Regions from separate parts of the Rattus norvegicus genome. Here region 2 is linked to region 1. The links are chromatin contacts, called in public Hi-C maps. All regions are on one chromosome and are shown on one strand. The core of a region is the stretch at or near the end of the contact, and the rest is flanking DNA. Distances in the headings are between cores, read along the strand shown. Region 1 holds the start of Igbp1 (immunoglobulin binding protein 1). Region 2 overlaps Gdpd2 (glycerophosphodiester phosphodiesterase domain containing 2).

Region 1 (7,048 bases), core at 615-3,114:
GCCTTCAGGTGGATCTCATGGATATATCTCCCCAAGAGAGGCTCCTTTCTCTGTGATAACTCCAGCTTGTGTCACATTGACACACAAAACCAGCTAGTGCAAGCCAGATGGCAGGTAAAGGCACTTGCTGCACAAACCTGGCAACCTGAGTTCAATTCCTAGAATCCACATAAAGATGAAAAGAAAGAACTGACTCTACAAGGCTGTTCTCTGCCCTCAACACGTGTGCCATGGCATGTGTACCCAAGTACGCATACAACATAGGCACAATACAATAAATAATAATGATAAATTTATAATACATTTGCTTTACATTTTTCTTGTAGATTGGACCCGGAATGTAACTCAGTTGGTAGAGTGCTTGTGTAAGTATGCACAAGGCTCTGTGTCCAATCCCCAGCATGAACCAGGTATGATTGTACTCTGCTGCACTACTTTGCAGGTGTAAACATCACTCAGGAGATGGAAACCAAGGGTCAGAAGTTCAATTTCATCCTTGCCTACATAGCAAGTTTGAGAACCTGTTTCAAAGCAGCAACAAAACAACAACAACAACAACAAAAACTAGTTGGCATATTATTTTTAAAAACAAAATGTAAGAATGCATAACTGAAGATACAAAAATACTATTATTGGGTGCGTGTGGTACAGTTGGTGGAGTGCTTGTGTAGAAGGCACAAAGCCCTGGGTTCAAGCCCTAGCAGCACATAAACCAAATGTGGTAACACTTTCTTATAATCCCTGCACGTGGGATCAGAAGTTAAAGGTCATCCTTCTTCAAAACCAGACTGGATTACATGAGACCTTGTCTCAAAAAATATTATTCAACATGTAGTCAAAGCGTTGAGATATGTTTACATGTTTTGATTATGTAACCGAAATCTGACGTGTAGTTTACTTTTACAACACATCTAAATTTAAGATAACCATATCTGAGCACTAGGTAGCCATCCACCTATTAAACAGCGCCATTCTGCAAAGCTGGGATGATTTCCAAAGAGATAGCTTTATTTTTCTATTTATATCATGACTCTGGGTAGCTTAAGTATGAAGGCTAGCCAGAGGAGGAGCTAAGACGGATCAGAATCATTCTGGAAGGTAGATAGATTTTGTAAAATGCTAGCCATAGTGTGGTCCGTGCTATATGTATGCACAGAAGAAACCCATAGGACTGGGTGAATGGCACAGTGTACAGGGTGAGAGTTAAAGATTGCCTAGAAATGTGACCTGGAAAGAAAGTTATAAGAAAGGATGGCAGCCGGCTGTTGGTAGATGGGAGTTGCAAGTTTTCAAATGTTCCTGATCGAAGAGAAAGGCTTCACAGGGTGCTGGCCCAAAGGGCGTTCGAATTTAAATGGGGACAGAAGGCTGTGGCGCGGTTGAGAGCGGGCATTGGTTGAGAGCGCAACTTCATACCCGCTATGGTAAGCAGAACCAAAAACCCAGAGAGTGGCCCCTGGCGATCAGGACTCTACTTCGGGAACGACTTGACTTCCCAGGCAAGGCACGCGTGTGGTCCTCCACGCGTGGAACACGTTTACTTGCTCAGGCTGGCTGGAGCATGGAAATCAGTCCCGCCACTCACGGGCCTCAGAGTCCTAGGAACTTGCAAGTCCGCTTCTGGCCACAAGGAGCCCATCTTTAGTAAAACAGCACAAACGACTTTAAAACAAGCGGCTTGCTGAAAATGAGTCCCTGGAAACGGTTGCTAGGGCCAGAAAACTGCGATTCCCAGAAGTCATTTGGGAAGTTTTGGTAACAAGCAGCTGGCCAATGCGGTACTGCTTCCTGTGTCGTGAGAGCTTTGGGGCTCATCTTTACAGAGTTTACCTTTGACTTCGGTAGAAATTCTTCCGGGTTTCTTTCTTTCCACAAGATGGCAGCGTCTGAAGAAGAGTTACTGCTGCCGCGGCTTCCGGAGCTCTTCGAAACCAGCAAGAAACTTCTGGAGGAGTTGGAAGTAGCAACTGAACCCACCGGCTCCCGAACAATCCAGGATAAGGTGTCCAAAGGACTAGAACTCCTTGAGAAGGCTGCCGGAATGTTATCGCAGCTTGATTTGTTCAGGTATGGGGGAGAGGGCAGTAACTGCAGAGAACGAATAGTTAGCAAGGGCAGAGCCATTGCACTTGGGTGGAAAGGACCTTTAAGGCTAGAACCGCTCAGTTCCTACTTGTTCACCCTGTGTGCATTCTTTCCATTGTCCACTTCTCCTCGGAGATGGTTAGTATCCCAGGACAATGCCCCCTCGTGTACGGCTGACTGCCTGATCCTTGGGTATGCAAGCTCAACCACTTTCTTTTAACCTGGCCAATGTGTTTGCACCACTCTCTCCCAGCCCTGTTCTTCCCTAGAAGCAAGGGCCACAGTTTAACGCTCAACCAGGCTTCACCGCCTCCTCTTTGCTCTTTCCAGCCGAAATGAAGATTTGGAAGAGATTGCTTCTATCGACCTGAAGTACCTGATGGTACCAGCGTTGCAAGGAGCTCTCACCATGAAACAAGTCAACCCCAGCAAGCGTCTAGATCATTTGCAGCGGGCTCGAGAACACTTCATACATTTCTTAACTCAGTGTCATTGCTATCATGTGGCAGAGTTTCAGCTACCCCAAACCAAGAATAACTCAGCTGAAAATAATACTGCTCGCTCCTCCATGGCCTATCCAAATCTCGTTGCTATGGCATCTCAAAGACAGGCTAAAATAGAGAGGTGGGTCAATGGCTGTAATTTGAGGGCTGTAGTTGGGGGTGCATGTGTTGGTATGTGTGGTGTGTGTGCGTGCGTGGACTACAGAATAGTGTATGTTATTTTCTTGGTTCTTAATGAACATAGACCCTGGTGAAAGCAAACTTTTCTGAATCTTAACAAGGCTTTGCCATGGTTGAGGGGGTTGTACTAAAACTTCAGGACCTCCCAACCCCTCAACACACACCTTAATGGTTGTCACTAGTGGCAATGTTTATTATCCCAACCATTAGGTGTAGCAAAGTAAATCTTAACCTTTTCCATATCACTGCATAATGCTGTTTGTATGGGGAAACTATTTCAAAAGTACACAATATTTTGAACTATTTACTGAGCAAATCTGTTTAGAAGGCATACAGGCTGGGATGTATAGCATCCTGAATTAATCATAGCCCTGTTACAGCATCATGTAACTTTGATTTAACCTTAGTTTAAAAGAAAATTCAATGAATGCTCAGTGTCTTAAGAACAAAGTTAGGCACTGGGGATAGAAACTGATTGGGTGTTTGTATGAATGTGGGTGATCATAGATCTCCGGTGAGGAAAAGTAGCGTAGAAGCAGCATGACAGTATAAAATGCAGTGGAGGGAGATGTGTGGGGTCCTGTGGAAGCAGTCAGGGGAACACACAGGCAGAGAGGGAACCAATGAGAACTAGGCTTCTCAGGAAGGGGGAGTCCTGTTCTGAGGTGTTTAAGAGGACTAAGGATATGAGGCTGAGGATGAAGAAAGGGTGGCATTAGCCCGACAAAGCAATAGAATTAGTAAAGCCACAGAGGCATTAAGTAAACAAAGCTGGCATGGAGCTGTGTGGGTGGAGAACAGTGCTTGCCCACCCATCCTGCCCCTAGCGATAAAATAAGGCTAGAGCTAACAGGTGGAGGGAGGCAGAAGGAATAACGAGGACGAGTGTCATAGGACTCACATCAGGGAGAACTGAGAATGTGAGGAAGGTAAGGACCAAGCTTGAGGCCCATTGTTAGGTACTCTGATTTGGGGTAGATTACTTAATTTCCCCAGGTGAAAAATGGAGATAGTAGGTACTCCATCATAGAGTATTTTATGGAGGATTAGCAGAGAAATACATATAAAAAACTCAGCTCAGTCAAGGTCAAGTGTAGTTATGATGGCAGAAGCAGAGCTCTGGCTTTGGGTCTCAGCTTTCCTTCTAAGGCGTTGGACTTTGACTAAGTTATTTAATCAGTGTAAGCCTTAGGTTCAGTCTTAGGTGAAATTAAATAACAGTGGTACCTAATATGGTTAGGAAGCATAAATTGGCCTAGCACCCATGAGTAAATAGCACAAATTGGGTTATAAAGAAAAAAAGGACAAGGAGATAGGAGGGGGTTGGTTTGATTTGGAAGGAGTTGCAAGTGAATATGACCAGAACACTGAACACAGTGTATATGAAATTCTGAAATAATTGATAAAAATATTTGAAGTTATAAACATAAGTTGGGATAGGGCAGAGCATAAATTCAGTACTGAGACATGTTGAATTTGAGGTAACCCGCAAGATATCTAAGTAGAGATATCCGATACCCTAAAGCTCACAGGTAAGACTTGGACTCTAGAGATTTGAGAATTCGCTACCTACTAAGCCTTCACGAATACTAGGAAGTAGTCTAGATGTTAAAAACTGCCTAAGATCAGTATTATTATGAAGCTTTGGTTCTGGTAGATACAGATAGTAACCTGGTGGATAAAGTACATTCAACCTAGCATATACAAGGCACCGAGTTTGAGTCATAATGCATGTGCAGAAATTTTCAGGTTCAGTTGCTAAGGGTATGAAGAATAAGAAAAATGTAGATGGGAACAGTGAGTCTCAGTGAACAATTTTTAAAGAAATCGGCTAGAATAATACCAAATAGATTCCAGAATCTTCTCTGAAACTGACAAATTGCCTGTAGGCATAGATCAAAACCTAAGCTAGTGACTTGTTTGTACACCCAGAAAGACTGTAGATGCCTTGAGAAACAGACACAGGTAAGGAAGTGATATCTGGTTGGAGGAGTGAGGAAAAAGTTCAGAACACAGTGGCCTGTGGAATTAGTCTCGAAAGATCACTAAACTTAGAAACTATAGATTTCCTGAATATGAAAGTAAACTCATCGTTGAAAATTTGCAAAACAAGAATATTTTTAAATCAAAAAATAAGCCGTAATTAGTATTCATAGATGTCATTGTTAACTGTCTGCTATGTTTTCTTTCAGATCTACAGTTATTTTAGTTAATAAATTATGAAGAGTACTGTAAAACAGCTTTTATCCTGTTTTTTTAAAAAGCTAATATTGTCAGCATTTCCCCTGTCATTTGAAACCATATTTGATGGTTTTGTAATATTCCATTCTCTAGTTGTACCATAATCATTTAAATTGTTACTGTCACGTATTCAGATCTGATTTTGCTTGCATTTTGGGGTGGGTTTTCTGTTTGTTTGTTTGCTTGGGGTATGTATGTGATTCTAAGTAATACTCTGAACAAACATTTGTACTGCTGTGATTACTGTTTCCTTGCGCTAGAGCCTCTTTGCATATTTTAAGACCCTTGAGGGATGACAACAATGTTGCCATCCACAAGAACAAAGTCTTAAAGTATTGCCCCTTTAAACTCCCTGAATGTCAACACTAGCAAATCCCATTAGTCAAACAGGAAAAGGATCTAACTTTGATTTCCATTTCTTTGGCCTGTAATCTTGATCTTTGAACTTTTTTTTAACCTGTGTGACAGGTGCGTTGTCAACACTGCCTCTATACTAATGCTCCTGAACTCGTGGTACTGTCCTATAATTCTTCTGACTGTGATTCTAACACCACTTACGGGGATTCACAGACACTAGCTTTTTTCCTATTTCTTCCTTTTCCTTTCCTGTTGTAGTGCTAGGGGTTGATTCCAGGGCCTCATGCATACCAGGAAAGCACTCTACATCTCTAGCTCAAACCCATGGCTTTTCACTCCCGAGTGTGCCCGAATACCCAGGTCTTCAGTGTTTCAGTGAGTGCACCGGCATTCACCTGGCTATGTAAGCAGGACACTACATGGACCTTTGTTGAATTCCGTAATCTAGTCCATCCTCCAGGCCTGTGAATTCTAACAAAAATGCTATCTTACCTTCCTGTTGCCTTCTGTCTCCACTAGCACACTCTGGTCTAAGCCATCAGTACCTCCCAACCTCAGGTAGCCAAGGCCCTGTGTAATCTGGTGTCTATTTCTCCAGTTTTCATCACATGCTCATCTCATCGGACCCTATCTACAGTGGCTGCCTTCTGGTTCTTTGAATAGACCGATTCCTTCCTTCTTTCTATGTGCTGTTCTCTCTGTATTCAGTTTTCTTCATATGGCTAATTCTTCATTGTGTAGGTCTCAGCTTAAATGTTACTCTATAGAGATCCCTTTCTGCACCAGTCTCTTTAAGTAATGAACATCTGTCATTCTCTCTTCCCGCCACATTTGTTTGCTTCATGGCATGTAGCTGTTGTGCAGTTATGTCATGTGTTCATCTCAGGTTTGTCTCTCTTCTATTAGAACCTGTGCTCTATAAGGGTCGGAACCATTTCTCTCTTGTTCATCGTGGTATGCCTGGCACAGGGCCTGGCATGTACAAAGTGTTCCAACAATGTTTATTGTTGACAAATAGGAGAGTCAACACGATCATATTCCAAACAGAAGCAGATCTGAGTGTGTACAGGGAATAGATAATAGTCCGGTCCAACAGAAGAACCAAGAGGAGTATGAGCACAGGTGTACACGAAGTGATGTGTACAAAATACTGATTGGAAACGGTAGGGCCTCAAGCTAACAGTGGTCCAACAGGAACGCAACAATAAAAGGGAAGTTATGGTTATCCCAAGTACTGCTTTTATAAGAAGCATTTGCATGACTAGAAAAATTGTTCAGAGCAAATTTGGTAGCTATATGATAGAGTGCTTACTTTGAGTGCTTGAGGGCCTGGGCTCAATCTCTCATACTGCAAACAAACACCCCCCCCCCCCCGAGTATTCAGACTCTTGCTTTCTGTAACTCCTTCTATTCATGACTCTAGATACTGAGACTATCCTAAATAAAACACCTAAATGGTATGTCTACTCTCATATCTGCTTCCCTGTGCATATTCTCTTAAGCATCTTTGAGGACTAAGTCTGATTGTGTTTGAGTAACAGCGCCTTCATTCTCTTAACAGAAATGAAAGTAGAAGCTGGGTAAGTAATAACCTAGTGGATTTAGGTTCTTAAGTGGCAACTAGATAGCCATGCCCATAGACAAATGGAAATATGCAACTAAAACTTTGTGACTAATGCAAA
Region 2 (6,655 bases), core at 1,466-3,965, 250 kb after region 1:
ACAAGTTAGTGGAACTCTCAACAAAAAGTCTCTCTCTCTCTCTCTTTCTCTCTCTCTCTCCCTTCCTCCCTCCCTCCCTTCCCCTCCCCCCCCTCCAGGAGATGTGCTGGGAGAAGCAGAACAGGTAAGAATGCACTTTCCCTTCCTTTCTTATTTTCCCCTCCTAATTTCCCCTGGCTTCACTCCCTACATGAGCCATCTCTTACCCACTTCTCTAGGCTTAGAAACAGCAGTGCTACTGACCAAGATCAATAATTTCACCTCAGAGTGAATTCTGGGCCCAGGTCCCCACCAGCTGCTGTCTAAGACTTGTGTGCACTGGTCAATGGGAAGGACAGGAGCTGAAGTGGAATGTCCTGGAATTAAAAGTTTGGAGGAGGGAGCATTGCAAACAGAAGATTTTGAACTAAGAGGGCCCTCTGTCCAGATGGTGGGTATGTCTCAAGCTGCCATGGAATTTGCTGCCTTTGGTGTTTTGACATGAATTAGTTGGAAAGACAGTGACTGACAAGAAGTTACTCCCAAAATGAAATTAAAGCAAGGAAGTGAGAGAGATTGCCAAGATAATGCATTAGGCTTGTGTGCACATGTACTTGGATAGAAGATGCAGGGTGTGTCAGGGTGAGATAGCTCAGAATGATGACTGAAGGAAATTTGGCCACAATGACCTTTCTCGAAGAACTCTTAAGATGATGAAGACTGTCCACACTCCATGCCTTCTCTCCTCACCGTCACAATTCAGCTTCTTCTCTGCCTACAGGCTGGGAGTGAAAAAACCTCATTTAGCAATGTAATATTGTGTCTACGGTAGGTTTTTGTTGTGAGCAGTCAATGGTTCCTGTGTCTTGCCTGTTAATCTGTTATTCAATGAATTTTTAATTGTCATTTGGTCACAGTCTAATCATTTCGATGCCAGAGTTGGAAGGATGCTTTTTTCCATCCGGAACTGGATGTAAAATGACATTGAGATGTCATCATGAGGAGATTTGCGGGCGGGACGTGGAAGGAATAACAGCCACCCTTCCTCCTGGAGAGTAGTGGCAACTGCCTCGGCCGGGTGGCCCAGGAGCTTTATGCAGGGGTTGCGTTGTAGCTCCACCTTGTGGTCTCTCGCCCTGAGAGGTCTGGATCCCTGGATAAGGTGAACATACTTATGAATGCCACCACTTTTCCTTGTGTGTTCGGAACTTAAGTCCTTGACTTCAGACTCTGAGAGCAAGGTCTGATTTTCACTCTCTTTTTTTTCTTTCTTTCTGGGATTGGTGTAGGGTCTGGTTCAAGCTAGCCTTTTCCTTGAGGAGCAAATTCCTCATTACGTTGTTGCTTGTAAAACTAAAAGTTGAGAAGGCCAGAGCGGAGCTGACCTGGTGATGGTAAAGCAGGTAGAAAGGGAGTGGGAAGAAAAAAAGCTGGAACAAGTATGGGCTCTGTGGCTGACCCTGCAATCCTTCATTACACGGTTGTTCATCCCAGTTCCTGACTAGACTCAGATGCCAGTCAAATTAATATTTTAGTCAGGACAGCAAAAAGTCCTCGATTCCTTCTCTCCCGCAAGATCAGGACTCGGAGCAGCATTAGCATCTCAGAACAAGACCCTACCTCTCTGGTCCCCCTCCCCACCTTGGTTACTGGCAGCCGTAGAAACTACAATTCCCAGTATGCCTCTGAACACTTAAGGTCTTCTGTGGATGGAGGCGAGTTTGAATTTGCAGTGGCAGCGCGCGCGCGTGCGCGGCCCCAGACTTCCACTCACGCGCGCGCGTGCGCGTACACACACACACACACACACACACACGCACGCGCGCGCGCACACACACACACACACACACACACACACACACACACACACACACACCCCACTCTTTCATCGCCGCCCCCCCTCACTCTCCATTCGGACACACATCCGACCCAGGCAGGCATGGCAGGGCTGGAGGAGCCAAAGCCAAGACTGCTGTTTGGCCAGGCCCTTTGAAGGTTCATGTTGCCTTAAACTGAACAGATCACGCTGTGTTTCAAACTGCATTCCTTTATTACCTTTCCCTCTTCCCAATCCCACTCCTCAGTCTAGCCGACTACTGACCTCAGCTCTTGGAGCCCCCAGCCTGTCAGGTACTGCGTGCTGTACCTCACATATACTTGACATATACTTGGGCATATACTTGCTTCCCATCTCGCACACTTTTTTTTTTCTGCCCTTGTCAGTTGCCCAGGCTCTTACCTTGCAGTTTCTTCACTTTCTCCTTTTCCCTTTCCTTTTTCCTTTCCTTTCCTTCCCCTTCCCACCCCTCCCCATCCCTACCCTCTCCTCCCCTTTTACCTTCCCTTCCCTTCTCCCTTCCCTTCTCCCTTCCCTTCTCCCTTCCCTTCTCCCTTCCCTTCTCCCTTCCCTTCTCCCTTCCCTTCTCCTTTCCCTTCTCCCTTCCCTTCTCCCTTCCCTTCTCCCTTCCCTTCTCCCTTCCCTTCTCCCTTCCCTTCTCCCTTCCCTTCCCTTCCCTCTTCTCTCTTCTCCTCCCCCTCCCACCCCCTCCCCTCCCCCTCCCATCTCCCTCCCTTTCCCCTCCTCTTCGTATACCATCCACCTCCAGCCACACAGTTCTGGCTGCAGTTCTCTAACTCCAACTCCCAGCGTCCAGATTCCCAGAGCTCCAGCACCAATTCAGACCGCGTTCCTAGCTCCTAGCTTTGTGTACTGAATTCTGAGCTGGCCACCGCAAACTCTCCCTCCTAGGAAGATCAGACTGCTGTAGGCACTGAACATTCATGAGACCCAGGACTGGAGACTAAGACTGACCAAAATTTGAGGGCAGAAGGCCAAGGGGAGCTGCTCTTTGGATTTTGGGTGCAATTGCTCGTTATTTTTAGCTGCTGACTCACAGTTCCTGGCATCTGGGTTTGGGGCTAGCAGGCTGGGTTAGGGGGCTATTAATAGAGCCAAGGCACAGCCCCGACCCAGTTCAATTTGGAAACATGGGGAGCAAGGAGCCTCCCCTGCCATCCTGTTTTGTAAAGCTGCAGTGGATAGAGACAGTGACCAGGACAAATGCTCTCCAGCTGCAAGGTACCTCAACCTAGTATCACCCAAGGGAGAGCCTGTAAGCACAATCCTGGGTACAGCTCTTCCCGGTTCTTGCTATGGATTGGGGCTCTACCACAATGAAGGTTTTGTTGTACTAACTTAGAGGGCATATGTGAGTCTCAGTGAAGAAGTTATTGTGGAGTGGCCTTGGCCTGCATGGGCTTACTCCCAGGTTACACAGATTACTAGCTTACTAGAAGGGAAATCTGAGAATTCCTGGTCCCTGGAGACCTCATGACGACAGGGCACTTCAGCATGATCCTAGGAAAGGTGGCACAGAGCCAAGAAGTTTCCAAGTTCCAGGTCTACCCTCCTCTCATTCTTTGTACTTCTTCTGCACTTCTTGGACTCTGTCCCTACTCAAAGGGGTCTGCTTTTTCACCGATGATAGCTTTTCCACTTCTCCACAGAGAAACCTAACTCAAGAGTCACCTGTGTATATAATCCTTTAGGTTTTGTCATTCCCTTTGAGCCTTTACTGTAATGGGCTAAAGTAGGAGTTTCCTGAGGCACACGTCAAGAATGGTGGGCAAATCTTGATACTTCACTGAACTAATCAAAATTATTCCCACCCACTCTCAATTTTTCTAGAATTCCCTTTGTTAAAATCAGCAGTCTTCATCCTTCACCCCTTGAAAATGGGAAACTTCTGCCATCAGCAACCTGCTTATCTGGCCCCTAGATGAAACTATGTGTGGGCCAAAAGACATTGCCTCTCCACACACAAAGCCTGAGGTCACCTGCTAAAGCTCTATTTTCAAGAATGAGCTCAGATTATGAGACAGCAGTGAACAGTGCTGACTTATCCTAATTTGTTTGGCGAGGGCGCTGGAGAGGCAGTGGAAGGAGAGAGAAACGGTCTCTGTGCTTACAAATTCCCCCCAACTGCTCAATCTCTCTGGCTCTGTTCAGGCTGCCTGGTCGCCTAGCAACCGCAGCCGCCTGCCTGTGCTTTGGGGCTGCGTCAAACCGGTAGGGGGCGCCTGTCTCCCTGGGGCCTCAGACGGGAGCACTAGCAGTTGGCAGATTTCCCAGTTAAGTGTCAAAGCATCTCGATGTTACTGACCTCCTCCGAGGCTTGTCAACCAAAACTGTTCTAAGTGTCAGAGTGCCTGTATAGTAGAGAGAGACACAGTGAATCTAAAGGGATTTTACACAGATTCATTAGAAATACAGAGAAGGATGGAGCTGGAGAGACAGCTCAGCTGTTAGAAGCACTTGCTAATCTTCCAGAGGACCCAAGTTTTCTTCCTAGTACTCATGCTGAGTGGCTCACAGCTTCCTGTACCTCCCTTTCTAGGGTATCCAACACCCTCTTCTGGTCCCTGAAGCCTGCCACACATATATGTGTATAAATGCACAAACATACACGTGAATAAAAACAACCCTCTCCCTTTTTAAAAGACAGGGTAGCAAAATGATTCAAGCAGGTAAAGGCATTTTTTTTTTGTCAAGCTTTACAATCCAAGTTCAGTTCCTGGAACACAGGTGATAGGATAGAAACAATTCCCAAAAGGTGGCCTCTAATCTACACACACACACACACACACACACACACACACACACACACACACACACTGAGATATGGCTCAGTGATTAAGAATATTTTTTCGGGGTTGGGGATTTAGCTCAGTGGTAGAGCGCTTGCCTAGCGAGCACAAGGCCCTGGGTTCGGTCCCCAGCTCCGAAAAAAAGAAAAGAAAAAAAAGAATATTTTTTCTTGTTGGGGGAGGGTGGTAATGGGGGGAGGATGGGGAGGGGAACACCCATATAGAAAGAGAGGGGAAGGGGTTAGGGGGATGTTGGCCTGGAAACCGAGAAAGGGAATAACATTTGAAATGTAAATAAGAAATACCCAAGCTAATAAAGATGGAGGGAAATAAAAGAATATTTTTTCTTACAGAAGACCCAGGTTTGGTTCCCAACATGGATAAAGTCGATCACACCCATCCAGTTGCAGGGCATCCAATGTGTTCTTCTAACCTATGTCTTGGTCAGAGTTCTATTACTGTGAAGAGACACCATGCATGGCAACTCTTTTTTTTTTCTTTTTCTTTTTTTTTTCAGAACTGGGGACCGAACCCAGGGCCTTGCACTTGCTAGGCAAGCGCCCTACCACTGAGCTAAATCCCCAACCCTCATGGCAACTCTTATAATTGGGGCTGGCTTACAGTTTCAGATGTTTAGTCCATTGTTATGGTGGAAAGCATCGTGGCGGACAGGCAGAAATTATGCTGAAGTAGTTAAGATCTTTACATCCAGATCTGCAGGCAGGAGGAAAAGAGTGATACACTTTCTTCAACAGGGTGATACCTCCTAATCCTTTCAAATACCGTCACTCCCCAGTGACTAAGCATTCAAATATATGAGCCTGTGGGAGTTAATGCTTATTCAAACAACCACATTCCACTCCCTGTCCCCCATAGGCTTATAGCCATATCATAATGAAAAAGTATTTTTAGTCCAATGTCAAAACCCCTCATAGTCTGTAACAGTCTCAACACTGTTTAAAAGTCCAAAGTTCAAAGTCTCTTCTGAGACTCAAAGCAATTTTTTAAATTTAAGCCCCTACAAAATCAAAATGAAAAAACAGATCACATACTTTCAACATACAATGGCACAGAATGCATGTTACCACTCCAAAAGGAAGGAAGGGGATCATAATGAGGAAATAGTGGACCAAAGCAAGACTGAAAGCTGGGCACACTCCAAACTCCTCATCTCCGTGTGTGATGTCCAACTCTTTTCAGCTTTGTTGGCTGCAACACATTTCTTTCTCCTGTAATGGTTCTATTCCTTTGTAGCAGGTTTTCTCAGCAGGTATCCTATGAGTCTAGCATCTCCAACATCTTGAGGTCTCCAAGGCAAGCTAGGTTTTCCTTTACAGCTTCACATACGGGCCTCTCTGGGCCTCCATGGAAGAGCACACGGCTATCCTTTCCTTCCTCACAGAGGGAGATTCCATAGCCCCTTTCTTCTATCCTTAACTCTAAAGCCAGAACCATGTGGCTGAAGATGTCAAGTTCTTCTGTTTGCTGGGGCTGAAACATGCCCTACTTGTTCTATTACATTTATACCATCTTTCTGTTTTCTATGGTTTCCTCCACTGCTAAACTTTTCCTTAATTCCTTTTCAAAAATTGGAAGTTCCACTAGGTGGGTTCTTGTTATGAGGTCACCATTCCTTTATTACATTTAGAATCAGATTTTCTTTAGTGCTTTTTAACTCCTTGAGCACAGGACTTGGCTCCATTGTACTTTCCAATACTCCTTTCCCCCTCAAACTGTACATTTTATATTGTTTCTTGCAGAACTTGCTCCTTTTCGTTATAGATCTGTATAAAACTGGCCAGTAATAACCATGTGACATAGGCTGTTTTGAAATCTCCTCTGCCAACACCATTAATCCAAAAGTCTTCAATTTATCCTCAGGCAGATTTTTAGGACAAGGGTAGAAAACAACCCCATTCTTCACCAAAACACCACAAGAACAGTTTCTAGGCCACTTACTAATATCCTTCTCCTCTGAAACCTCTTTAGCTGGGCCATCATAATCTACATTGCTCTCGGTACCACAGCC

Evidence for each region. A called contact is a pair of places that touch in the nucleus more often than the background predicts.
Region 2: a Hi-C map of liver shows a contact between it and region 1, with 4 times the contacts expected there. The contact joins the enhancer-like site here to the promoter of Igbp1 in region 1.

The regions. Positions count from the first base shown.
Region 1 is chrX:69,621,061-69,628,108 of GRCr8, forward strand. Igbp1 (immunoglobulin binding protein 1) reads left to right here and starts at 1,865. Exons shown (of 6, transcript NM_031624.3): 1 at 1,865-2,067; 2 at 2,416-2,709. The coding sequence starts at 1,877.
Region 2 is chrX:69,874,531-69,881,185 of GRCr8, forward strand. It overlaps Gdpd2 (glycerophosphodiester phosphodiesterase domain containing 2), which reads left to right. Exons shown (of 16, transcript NM_001106944.1): 15 at 99-124; 16 at 219-889. The coding sequence ends at 271. Among named protein-coding and RNA genes, the nearest start is that of Gdpd2, 11 kb to the left of the region's middle. Within about 2 kb of position 2,716, at least 31 of the 93 cell types and tissues checked have an H3K27ac peak or open chromatin away from gene starts, as enhancers often do. A contact at or near this core is called in liver, where this site is marked.